Regions from separate parts of the Pan troglodytes genome. Here region 2 is linked to region 1. The links are chromatin contacts, called in public capture Hi-C maps. All regions are on one chromosome and are shown on one strand. Each heading gives the region's core, a stretch centred on a gene start, on an enhancer-like site or on the middle of the called end of the contact. The rest is flanking DNA. Distances are from core to core; before and after follow the strand shown.

Region 1 (6,509 bases), core at 3,465-5,964:
CTTAATTATCCCTATTTTACAGAAACTGAGGCCCAGGGAAGCTGTGACCTGGGGGAGCCCTCATGTTAGTGAGTGGGCAGGAGGGATGCAGAACTGGAAGTGGGGAGAGGCACTGGAGGGAGATGGGATGGAGTGAGAGAGGGCAGGAAGGTGAGAAGGATGCCTGCAGGAGGGAAGAGGGGGCAGCATGGGGCCCTGGGCAGCATGGGGCCCTCGGCAGCCCACAGCTTCTTCCCTTCTCCCAGGAACTCCATCAAGGCCCCATAAAACTGGGTCCGGCACATTGACCTCTCAGATTTGGTTCCTATTCACTTGCAGAAACCACGTAACCTATAAGAATGCATTTTATTCCTCCACGGCAAAGGTATTGTCTGCTGGTAAAAGGTGCAGAGTAATAGTTATTGGAGGTGCAACCGGTTTCTGCAAGTTCTGATATCTGGAGACAGATCAGAAACTAGGAGTCACTGGGAGCTGAGTAACTTGATTATTCCACTTCATGTGGTTTCAATTATACATTTATTTATCTCACAGCATTATTTGTGCTTCTCATCCTTCAAACGTGATGTGTGGAGCAGCTGAGAATTTTCCGAGAGGAGATCTGAGTGTGCTTCTTCCTGCCTGTCTTCCTTCCTTTTTAATGAATACAATAATTAGTGGCTAAATAAAATTGGCCCACAGGATAGGTGCATACAACTGCTTCATGAATTGGCAGATGACAGTAACGGGCAGCAAGCCTGGAAAACACAGGCTCAGAGCACCTCTTTTGTCAAGTTATGACGAAGAACATCTATAGGCTCAGGAAAGAAAATTCAGCAGCCAGGGAGTGTGGATGAATTTCTTAGGTCTGGCAGACAAGGTGTTTATGTCACACACAGGACTGAAATTCTAAGCCGCAAAGATATCAAGGCTGGGCTTGGAGGAAGATCTGGAGTTTTCTTCATTTACAAAGTCTGTGAATCCTGGATTATCCCACACTTATCCAAGACACAGGGAAGCAAAAGACACAAGCCTTTTCTTATGAAAAGCAGAACAAGGAAGACTTGGGAGTCCAACAAGTGAGGTTCCAAGACCCAGCCTGCAGGAGTACGGCTAGGGCTGGAAGTTGTTGCCCATCCCACCAAGACTTGTAGGCCAACCCAGTGCATCCACACTCAGTCTCTCAATGGCAACCACTGATCTTTTTTTCTGTCTCCATAGTTTCGCCTTTCCCAGAATGTCATAGAGTTGAAATCATCCAGTCATGCTCTGGGATAATTCTTCAGTTATAATCTTCAGATTGTCAATTTCATTTTCAGCTATATTCAGTCAATTTATCAGCACATCTATTGAGATTGTTTTTCCTAATTTGGCAATCAAGCGTTTAATACCTTTTTTAAAAAAACAATAGAGACAGTGGTTCGCTATGTTGCCATCTCTTCTGATACTCTTCCTCAGCCCCCTTGGGTCCCTGGTCCTCCAGGGACCACTTATGCTGCAGCATCACCACTTGCGTGGTGCTGTCTGCAGGTCACCCTCTCTCTCAGCAAACGCTGACCTTTCCTTTTGCATTCCAGGCTCTGACGTGCATAGCATGTGGATTTTAATTTCAGGAATCCATAGCTAAGTTTTTTTTTTGGAGGGGACACTGGCCAGACACAGATGCAAACAGGCACAAAATTGTGCCAGCCCCATGGTGGTTTGTGGGGGATTTGGGGACTTTGGGGGACCCAGTCTTCTAGCTCTATTTGCAATGCAAACACAAGGTTTCTACCTAAAGGGTATTGTTTAGTGGGGCTGACAGAGGTTACAGGAGGGAGGGTAAAAGTCCCCCAGCCGCCAAGTGGGGTGGTCCCTGTTCTGATGCAGGATTCTGATAGTGACCTTGAATACAGAGGAGGTGACCCTCTCCTTGCTCCTCACCTTGGTCATCCACACCAACAACTGCTCAAAGTGCATAGGGTATACAGAGGTCTTTCCTCAACAACTGCGCCATTTGGCCAAGTAGGCAACTAGAATGACCACTGAAAACTCAGAGGAAGAGTGCCAATTTATAGCTCTCATTATAGTGTAATGTTATTTCCTTAAAAGTTTGTGCACACATTTAATGAACTCATAAAACTTAAACTATCAGAGTCTTGTGGTGAGGAGGCAGGGTACAGTTCTTGTAACTTCACATTCTAGCAGCTCTGGGTTGAAGCCACCCCTGCAGGGCTGGGAGCTGGGGGCAGGTGTGTGAGTGACTCCCCCAGGGGGCTCTTCCCAGGCCAGGTGCCCAGACAGTTTCCCCATCTGGGCTCAGGACCTGGGCTAGCAGGGTGCCAAGCCTCCCCAAGGAGGAGACTCTTCTCCCTCCCCATGCCCATACCCCTTCCTGAGCCTCAGGCCCTGATTGCTATGGTCAGGCCGGCCACTAACCAGGCTGCCTCCACTCCAGCTCCACATCCCACACCCAAGGGCCCAGCCAGCAACGCTCCATGAGGCATGACCAGGCCATGCGGGGTCCTGGAGAAATCTTCATCTTCTGAGCCATGTGGACCTGGTTTCAAATCTTGACTCTGCCTCCTTCTTGCTGTGTGACCTCAGGCAAGTCACATGCCCTGTCTGAGCCTCAGTTTCCTCATGTGTAAGATGGAAATATCCAACGTGCCAGGTTCCTTGGAATGCTGTATATCATAATAATAACCATTGATACTTGAGTGTTTCTGAGGCTGGCCGGGTCCAGGCTCATTCTGCACGCTTGCAGTAAATCAATCACTGTGACAAATTTTGCAAAAGAGAAAAGAGTTATTTCCCTCAAGGGCGCCAAGTGAGGAGGTGGGAGAACAGCCCTCAAATCCTCCTGCTGGAAGATAAGGCTTAGGGGTATTTACAGGTTAGGGGATCGGGGTGCTCTAAGGCTTGGGGGAAAAGGTGATTGGCCGTGGGGAAATGAAGCAACACATTCATTCTGCACAAGTGCAGTCGGGGTTCATGATATTTCATAGGACATGTGTACAGAAAACAGCAGTGGTAGCATGACCTGAGGGTGTAGGTTTTGGCTCTCCGATGTCAAAAAGCCACCTCTCAGGCACTTGTGCAGGCCCAGTTGAAGGGTCAGTGGTCTCAACTGGTTCGAACTGGACAGGAGCTGCCCCAAGTTCCTGAAAAACAATGGAAGTGACTATGACCTTGGTGACCGATGAATGTTATCTATAAAGTAGCCAGTGAAGGTTAAGTTTCAGCATTCAGTGGTGAGGCCTTCGGCTACCACAGACTTTAGCTTCACGGAAAAATGAAAAAAAAAAAATAACAAAAAGTGAGTGAGTGGCCAAAAGCAAGCGGGCCAGGCAGCCCCGATCAAATTAACCCCTTGGTTTCATTTCCTCTTTGCCAGGTATTATTCTAAATCCATTACATGTATTAATTCATACAATCCCATGTCAATCCTATAAGCAGGTACCATTATTATCCCTATTTTACAGATGGTGAAACTGAGGAATGCAGAGATTAAAATATATATATATTATATATACGTTACATATGTGTGTGTGTATGTATATATATATATATGTATGTATGTATGTATCTCACAAGCTTTCCTTGATGCCCTCTCTGCTCTAAGCAGGACCAATGGTTTGTCCGGCCTCAGCCCCTGCCGTTTCCAGCCCCTGTGAGTTCTGACAGTGCTCTGGGCTGCTCCAGAGCTCAGGCTGTGAGCTTTTGCCTGGCTGTGGTTGCCCACGCCTGGACTGGCTCTGAGCATGCTGCAGAGCCCCAGGGCTCCAAGCAGACAGCTCCTGGGAGCAGGCACAAGCCTTTGTTTGAGACAAATCAGGAAGCCCAGCCTCCACCTGAGTCTGGGCTGCCTTTCAGATCACAGCTCTGCGTGCAGGTGTGTGTGTGTGTGCAGGTGTCTGTGTGTGTGTGTGCAGGTGTCTGGGTGTGTGTGTGCGTGTGTGTAGGAAGACTAGTGAGAGGAAATGGGATGCAGGCTGAACAAGCTCTGCTCTGAGCAACCTTAGCCCCCCTCGCTGAGAGTTCTGTGGCCCATTTGGCTTTGCTGCGCCAAATGTTCTCTTTTTACCCTGCTATCCTTGGCCATCCATGTCCTCTGCCTCTCCCACTCCAGCCAGCTCCGCTCAGGAGAGCTGTGATAAGGGACGACCTTCCTGTGGCATAGCCCCAGGGGAAGCTGCTGGGGCTGTTTGGCCGGCTGAGCAGACATCCGCTTGGCTGAATGGTTAAAACCAGGGCTAAAGCTGAAGCTTAAAACTCTGAAAAGCAAAAAAAAAAAAAAAAGGAAATTGGGGCCAAGGAGGCTGATCCTGACTTTCTGCTTGAGCCACTTATGCTTTTTAGCTGATTCATTCCATCTGGAGGCTTTGTTCACACGAGGAATTTCCTGGATGGAGGGAGAGCAGGTGGGAACAGAGCATGGGGACTGGGAACAATGGACCAAGTAGCTTCGTTGTCTGGACTCACTCTCTCCCTTTCTGCAATTCACACTCTCACACACACACACACACACATGCTTTATTCACATTGATGCACTGCACACACATACGCCCTGACACAGATGCAGCACACACACTGCACACGCAGCAACCCTGTCACAGCCTGGTCCTGTCAGGAAACAGATGGCTGCTCAAATGGGGTACTTGGAGGGGCTTGGATAAAGGTGTGGGCAGGGCTGGTTTTGTGAGGCAGTGCGTCCAGCCCAGGGAACAAGTTGCCATGGTCTAAAGCAGACAGCCCTTCTGTGCCCTCTGCCAGGGCCTGGTCTATGGGTGTGTGTGTGACCCACAACTGCCCAATGCCACTCCAGAAGATTGTTGGTGGCTTCCAGAAAACATTTCCTTTGTTCTGAGAGAGAGAGAGAGCTACATGAAGGCAGAGCCCTTTTTGCACAGAAGAGGGCACAAGCCATAAGTCTCTATGGCCTTCATGTGGTGTTAAGTGTCAGGTGCCCAGAAGGCAAAAGTGGTGGAGGCTTGGCACCTTTGACCTAGATTTCAGAGGATGCACCAGAAAGCCTGAGTGCCCAGGCAGATGCCTGTCACAGGGGTGGAGCCCCCACAGAGAGACTCTGTTTAGGCAGTGCCCAGTGGAAATGTGGGGTTGGAACCCCTGCACAGAGTCTCTACGGGGCACTGCCTGGTGGAGCTGTGGGAGCAGGGCCACCATCCTCCAGAGAGAAGAATGGTAGAGCCACCGGGAGAATGCAACCCCAGCCTGGAAAAGCCACAGGCATTCAACTCCCCACCCCTGTGGCTTTGCTGGGCATAGCTCACATGGCTGCCCAAGGCCTTAGGAGCCCACCCTTCACACCAGTGTGCCCAGAATGTGAGACATGGAGGCAAGGGAGATCATTCTGGAGCTTTAAGACTGAATGTCTGCCCTGCTGAGTTTCAGACTTGTGTGGGGCCTGTTACCCCTCTCTTTTGGCCAATTTCTCCGTTTTGGAATTGAGAATGTTTACCCAATGCCTGTATCGCCATTGTATCTTGGAAGCAAATAACTTGTTTTTGATTTTACAGGCTCACAGCTGTAAGGAACTTGCCTTGAGTCTAAAATGAGACTTTGGATCTCGGACTTTTGAGTTGGTGCTGGAACAAGTTAAGACTTTTGGGGACTGTTAAGAAGAGATTATTGTATTTGGCAATGTGAGAAGGACATGAGGTTTGGGGGACCAGGGAAGGAATGTTATAGTTGGATGTTTGGCCCTCTAAATCTTATGTTGAAATCTGATTCCAAATGTTTGATGTGGGGCTTAATGGGAGGCATTTGGGTCATGGGGGTGGATTCCTCATGAATAATGTCCTCCCTGGGGAAGGGTGCATGAATTCTCACTGTACTAATTCCTGAGAGTTCCCTTGAGAGCTGGTTGTTAAAAAGAGCCTCCCCCTCTCTTTCTTGCTTCCTTTCTCACCTTATGGTCTCTGCACATGCTAGCTCCCCTTCACCTTCCTTTAAAAGTGGAAGCAGGCTGGGCGCAGTGGCTCATGTCTGTAATCCCAGCACTTTGGGAAACCGAGGTGGGCAGATGGCAAATTCAAGAGATCGAGACCATCCTGGCTAACATGGTGAAATCCTGTCTCTACTAAAAAATACCAAAAAAAAAAAAAAAAAAAATAGCTGGGCGTGGTGGCTCATGCCCATAGTCCCAGCTACTTGGGAGGCTGAGGCAGGAGAATGGCTTGAACTTGGGAGGCAGAGGTTGAAGTGAGCCGAGATCACACTACTGCACTCCAACCTGGCGACAGAGTAAGACTCCGTCTCAAAAAATAAAAATAAAAATAAATAAATAAATAAAAGTGGAACCAGCTCGAGCCCTCACCAGGAGCAGATACTGGTGCCATGCTTCTTGTACAGCCTGTAGAACCATGAGCCAAATATCAATTCTTTTCTTTATCAATTACCCAGCCTTGGGTATTCCCTTATAGCAACACAAATGGACTAAGACAGGCCACATCATCAACTGTCTCCAGGGCTGCTCCAAAGTCCATTTGCTCCCCAAAGCACAGATTGGACCAGGTCCCTCCTCTGCTCCA
Region 2 (6,180 bases), core at 389-2,888, 62 kb after region 1:
TCCCTGGGATTCTCATTGGCAGAACTGTGTCGCAGGGCCACCTCTAGCTGCAAAAGGGGGGCTGGGATAGTGAGCAGTTTTACCTGGACACGTGACTGCCCCAAACAAAATCAGGATTATGTTATTAAAGAAGAGGGAAGAGGGACTGGATGCTGGTCAGGTGGCGAGGGCACTTTCCATAGCCTCGTGGCTTAGCGAAGCCCAGCGTCCGGACTCTGTTACACCTGGGCTCAGATCCCCCAGGTACTGTCTCTGTGACCCTGGACCCATTATTTAACCAAGCCTCAGTTTCCTCACATGTCAAATGGCACACCTCTCCTGGAGTTGTTAGCATGCTTTCATAATATGTGAGCAAAGCCTTCAGCACATTGTCTGGCAGATGGAAGGTGGTCAATACATTCTTGCCTTTCTGTTATGCCAAACTCCCCCGAAATGCACTAGGAGAGGAGCTGCACGGGTGACTAATAGAGTCTAAAGGATAGAAGTGGGTAGTGATTTTCCACCATGGCAAAAAAGGGACAGCGAACAGAGTGCTTTTGAGTGCAGGAATGCTGGCTGTTACCAGGTTGCTAATGTTCTAACCCTCCACCTGGGTTGGCTTCAGGCTTCGGAGGCCCCTGAGTACACCCCTCCCCACCAGGTAGCTTTAATTCTAAAACAGACCTTCCAGATCCCACTAGTTGTTCTTTCCTAACTCTTAAGGTTAATTTGTGCTTGGAGAGGAGATACAGCTATTCAGGGCTGCTGTCTCTGGGCTTGCATTCTTGCTGATGCCAGGACTGACTTGTTTCACTGACCTTGGGCTTGTGAGGCTAAGTTAGGGAACCCTGGGTGCTTGGCTTCCTGCCCACTTGGGTGTGTTCTTAGCAGAGTCAAGTCACTCCCTGCCCCCTACACTTGGTGGCATCTCCTCCTTCCTTATCAAATCTTGGCGAGGCTTCTCTGGAGGATTCTGGTACTCTCTTCTTGGCTAGGACTTGGGTGGCTGGGCAGGGTGGCTTAGGGGTATTGCTGAGGAGAGTAGAGGTATGTGGCAAAGCCTTTTGCATGACACGTATCAGGTAACAAAGCTCTGAGGCCGCTGGGACTAGACACACTGGGAGTGACAGTCTCTGTGGAGTGGCTTCTACTGGGAGCCTTTGCCTCTGCGCTTGTGCCCACAGGGAAGGGAGCACCTGCACATCAGCCTCGCACAGCGGGCATGGCCTGGGCAGCCTTGCTGGGAAAGTCATGACTTTCCTCTTCTTGATGCAGACTCCCTGCTCTCTCTCCTCTTCCCCTGTTGATTGGGTGCCTTCCCTAACACATACAGCCTCTGGTGTTTTTTCTGCTTGTGTGTAGTGGTTCCCAGGAGGCCTGGCAGCCCTGCCTTGCCTTGGGCCTGCTCCTTCTCTACATCTCCCCTGGCAGCAGTGGCGCTTGGTGTGTGAGTGCATCCAGGGCAGGATCCGCCCAAGAGCCTCTGTTCTTGGGGCTCCCAGGTGTCAGACAATGTTGAACACGGGGCCCATTCTCTAGCTGACTGGTTGGACATGATGTCGGCACCTTATCTTCGTGCTGACACACACTGGACATTAATAGAAATACACCACCATGTCACATGTGTGGAATTTCAAGCAGCCGCGAGGCGGGTGCTTTCGATAGCCTATTGTGTGCTTAACCTCTTCCAAAGAGGTTTTTGATGAGAAATGTGTAGGGCTGTTAACTCCAGGCAGCCTGGCATGTGGCAGGTTTTCCTTTTTTTTCCTTTCCCCTTCTTGATTGTTTGCAGTGCTTCCTTAATCTTCACTCTGGAGGAGTGGGCTTTGCCACTTCAGGACATTTTATTTAATCCGTGGCTGCACAGGCAGTGCTCTGCTGGCACCAAGGACAGCATGGTTAGCCTGGGTGCTGTGGGGCCGCGAGGTGGCCCGGGAGTACTGGGGGAGCCTCTCCTCAGTTGAGTTGTCTGGCCCTGGGTTTTTTGCCCCGATCTCAGCTTTCATGGCTGTGTACAGGGCTTTTGGGACTACTGGTTGCTTCTCTTCCGAGACAGCCTAAGCTTTTGGAGCTGTCTTTGTTTTTCTCTTCATCTCGTCTCCTTTCTCCCTCTCGGGAGCTGCTGGTGATGCCTCAGTTTCTCTGAGGTCTGAAGCCCAGGAAAAGATCTTTACTCAGATGATCTGGGTCTTGGTGTGCTCTTTGTAATTGCGTGTGACTTTGCAGTTATCCTAAGAGAGACTTGTATTTGCAGCTCATTTCTACTGCTTATCTGGGATATCTCCATACATGTTCGGTTTTCCCAGCTGTAAAGCGAGATGATAGTGCAACTCATAAGGTTAGTATGGGGTTTCAGTGAGATAAAATTAAGTGCCTAGGAGAATGTCTAGACTGCAGTAAGCTCTCAACAGAAATTATACCTAAACATTTTCTTAGTGAGGCTAAAGGTGAAAAGCATTCATGGCCACTGGCTTCTGGATCATGTTTCTCAGTCTTCCTACTAGTAAGGCTGGTCTTTAACCTTATTCCAATTGCCATTTTACTTCTGATGGCACTTTGTATATCAGAAATCTGCTTTACCTCCATCTTGGATTTCATCATGACTCAATTCTCATGGCCCATCAGGTCTCATGGTGTGACATGTCTCCCTGCCCACAGGGTCTGTACTGACAGCTAGATATATCCAGCACCCTCCTTCCCTTCATTTCCGGAGACTTCCTCCATGCTCATGTTGCTGGATTCCAGCCTTGGGTGAACCCCACCAACTGCTTTCTCTGCTTCTGGGCCTGGGCTCCTGGGGGCCGCTAGAGGCTGGATGGTTGGGTTCTCATGCAGTTCGTGCTCTCTGACCTCCTGGGCGTTACCCTCTCTGCTGCTGCCTTGCCTTCCTCTTGCTGCGCTCCAGCAGCACCCTCCTGTGCCCTCCCCACATCCACTTGTGAGTTCTCTCCATCCTGGCCTCACCGCCCTCTCCTCCTTGCTTCCTCTCCTCTTAAAAGGGGCCTCTCTGCCAGTGACCTGGATCCTGGATCTAGCTCCTCCCCTCCTCTTAGAGCCTGCTCTGTTACTTCCCCACTTTCTCCTCAGATATCCTTGTCTAAAACCAATAGACCTTTCCCAAGCAGCTACTCTGGTTGCCTCCTGGCTCTTCCCTTTCCTTGCCATAGAGTGTCTTGGAATCACAGTGGTAGTCATAATCTTTCTTCTCAAACTCATTACAATTTGGCGTGATCTCAGAAATTACCATGATTGGCTGGGTGCAGTGGCTCACGCCTGTAATCCCAGCACTTTGGGAAGCCAAGGCGGATGGATCACCTGAGGTCAGGAATTCGAGACCAGCCTGGGCAACACGGTGAAACCCCATCTCTACTAAAAATACAAAAATTAGCTGGGCGTGGTGGTGGGCGCTGGTAATCTCAGCCACTTGGGAGGCTGAGATAGGATACTTGCTTGAACCCGGGAGGCGGAGGTGGCGGTGAGCCGAGATTGTGCCACTGCACTCTAGCCTGGGCAACAGAGTGAGACTACATCTCCAAAAAAAAAAAAAAAGAAAGAAAAGAAATTACCATGATCTTCTTTCCAACAAATCTGATAACTTTCCTTCTTCACATTTCCTTCAAGGGGTATTTATCACCAAGTAGCTACTCTTCCTTTAAATGTCCCTTCTGTGAGCCTCTGTACCTTAGCTATCCTGCCCCCTTTCTGCATGCTCCATCCATCCATTCAAGACATGTTCCCTGAGCAGGGCTGCAGCCCGGGCTGGGCTGGCCATCCAGAAGTGACCCGATCCTGACCCTACTGGAGCCCCTGGTCCAGTTGGAGAAACAGATGTCAAACAAGTAACTATTACCAGCTGAGATAAGCATACTGCTGCAGAGAGAGAGAGAGTGATAGTGATGCCCTAATTTAGATTGAGGTCAGCTAATGCTTCTCTGAGGAGTGGACATGTGAGCCGCGACCTAGAGGGTAAGTGGGAAGGAGACAAAGAGTGAGGAGGGGGAGCTCTGCAGTTTGTGGGGAGTGTGCCCCGGCCTGGGTGGTAGAGAGTTCAGTGAGTGAATGCAGCCGCCAGCAAGAAGGGTGTGAACAGTGGGTGGGGACTCATGGGCATGGCAGGAAACTGGGTTTGAGAAGCAGCAGGGAGCATGTGAAAGGTTTTCATAGAGATTCTGGGGAAGATGGCAGAGTGGGCAAGAGCAGAGGCAGGGGAATCAACAGGACTCCCAAGGGCCCTTCAGAGAGATCATGGTGACCCAGACAAAGGACAGTGACAGTATCTGGGGGAAGAATTATGTGGAGAAAGAAATGACACATTTGGTGAGGATGGGGGCTGTGGGGTGAGAAAGAAGGAGGTGTTGAGAATGACTCTTGGGTTTCTGGCCTGAGCCAGATGCCCTTTTTTGACAAGGAGATGCCTAGACTCCTCTCTGGCCTCCCTACCTCTGGGTCCTTCTATCAGTTATGGTCTAGATTGAGCTGCTGTAGCAGAGAGGCCCCCAGATACAGTAGCATAAATAAGAAAGACATGTTTCTCTTTCATGGAACTGTCTAAAGGTAGTCCAAGACTGGTGGGAGCTCTGCCAGCCTCAGCAGCCTTGGGTGCAAAGTGTTTGCTCCATTTCTCTTCAGTTCCTGACCAGTGCGAAGGGGACACGGGCTATGTGAATGCATTCCCGTTTGGCTCTTTTATGGGCAAGACCAGAACTGGGCTCCATCATTTCTGGACATACCCTGTTGGCCAGAAGATAGTCACATGACCACTGCTAGTGACAGGTTGTTTAGGAAATGTCTAGACAGTGTAGCTGGATGCCCAGCCAAAGCTCCATACCAAAGGAGGAGGAAAGAATGGCTATGGGGGGACAATTGGAAATCCACCACTGTTGTTTGTTGCCTCCTCATTACCTCTTGAAAACACCCACATCCACCTTGGCCTGACGTCTGTTCAGGACCTCTGTTCTCTAGATGCTGGTTGGCCACACCTTTCCTGGTGCCTTCAGGGACCTCAAACTGAGGACATCCATCCAGTACAGAACCTGTCCTCTCTCCATACCTGGGCTTGAATCATTTACAAAACATTGCGCAATTGGGATAGCTGCTCAGTTCTCCATAGTTAGCAGTGGAGGGGTCCTCGAGAAGGCACAATGCTGTCAATTCTGCCCAGACATTCATGGGGGTTGCTTCTGGGGAGCAAGCAGGGAATATCCCACAGAGTTGTCTTTGACTATTTTCTCCTAGTGCTCATCTGGCCTTCCAGGCAGCTGACCTCAGGGCTTCCACTGAGACCCCAGATGTGCGTGTCTCTGTTTGGAAGATGATCTGTTAAGATGCCACCCATGGCAAAGCACACAGCTCTTCCCCTGGCTGGCTGTCCAAAGTATGGCCCTGGCCAGACCTCAGATGGGGGCAGTGTTTTCTACCAGATCAGACAGAATCGGAGAGAAGTGCTCCAGAGTTGGCGACTCCCTCCTGGGAATTGCTTCAGGATAAGGACTGAGATGGAGGTCAAGCCAGTGTGGCCTTTGGTGCTAGAGGGTCTGCTAGGGGCAGGCCTTGGTTGGGCATGGCTGCCTCTAGGCCTGAGTCTTGAGTGCCTGGATACCCCTAGCATGTGAGGCAAGTTCCCAGAGCTTTCTCCCAAGCCTCCCTGTAAATGAGCAGACCCATCTAGCTTTAATGCTAATTCCTTTTGCAATGAGCCTGAACTTCCTTGTTTCCCAGTTAAAGCCAGCCCATTAACACTGCCCCATCTGTCACCATAAATGGAAAGTTTTTCTAACAGGTGGGCAGGCAGTTCTCCCATGCTAATGAGGAATCGATGAAATTCCTCCAGGAACTGACATCATGGCTATGGGCCCTGCCTTTGCTGTCTCCACAAGAAGGCACAGCTGAGCAAGGGCAGTTGGTGCCCCGTGCTGACCCCAGCACAACATCTTGACCTCTTGAGGATCTGGAAGGGTAGGAGGGAGAGGAACGGTGGTCTAAGGCTTCTCATCTTTCTTGCCCTCTGGCTTTCCCTGGAGTCACCACCGGTAGGGCTGAAAAGGAATGTATGTTTTTCTTTTGTGTTCAGGCCTTGCCGGGCCTCTGGGGGACTGTTATTTTTTTTTTTTTTCCTCTGGGCCTCTGGTCGCACTTCTTTGAAGGCAGTTCTTTTTCTCACTAATAAGAATTTGCCACCATGTGTGGTAGCTCATGCCTGTA

Evidence for each region. Capture Hi-C pulls out chosen DNA fragments and counts their contacts.
Region 2: a contact with region 1 is called in a capture Hi-C map of stem cell-derived neural stem cells, with 4 times the contacts expected there. The contact joins two enhancer-like sites. A contact is called at or near these places in 1 of 7 Hi-C or Micro-C datasets (stem cell-derived neural progenitor cells) and 1 of 1 other capture datasets (stem cell-derived neural stem cells).

The regions. Positions count from the first base shown.
Region 1 is chr2:129,908,882-129,915,390 of NHGRI_mPanTro3-v2.0_pri, forward strand. No RefSeq gene overlaps it. Among named protein-coding and RNA genes, the nearest start is that of CHCHD6, 21 kb to the right of the region's middle. Within about 2 kb of position 4,715, at least 6 of the 24 cell types and tissues checked have an H3K27ac peak or open chromatin away from gene starts, as enhancers often do. A contact at or near this core is called in stem cell-derived neural stem cells, where this site is marked.
Region 2 is chr2:129,973,918-129,980,097 of NHGRI_mPanTro3-v2.0_pri, forward strand. All of the region lies in intron 4 of CHCHD6 (coiled-coil-helix-coiled-coil-helix domain containing 6), which reads left to right. Among named protein-coding and RNA genes, the nearest start is that of CHCHD6, 44 kb to the left of the region's middle. Within about 2 kb of position 1,639, at least 8 of the 24 cell types and tissues checked have an H3K27ac peak or open chromatin away from gene starts, as enhancers often do. A contact at or near this core is called in stem cell-derived neural stem cells, where this site is marked.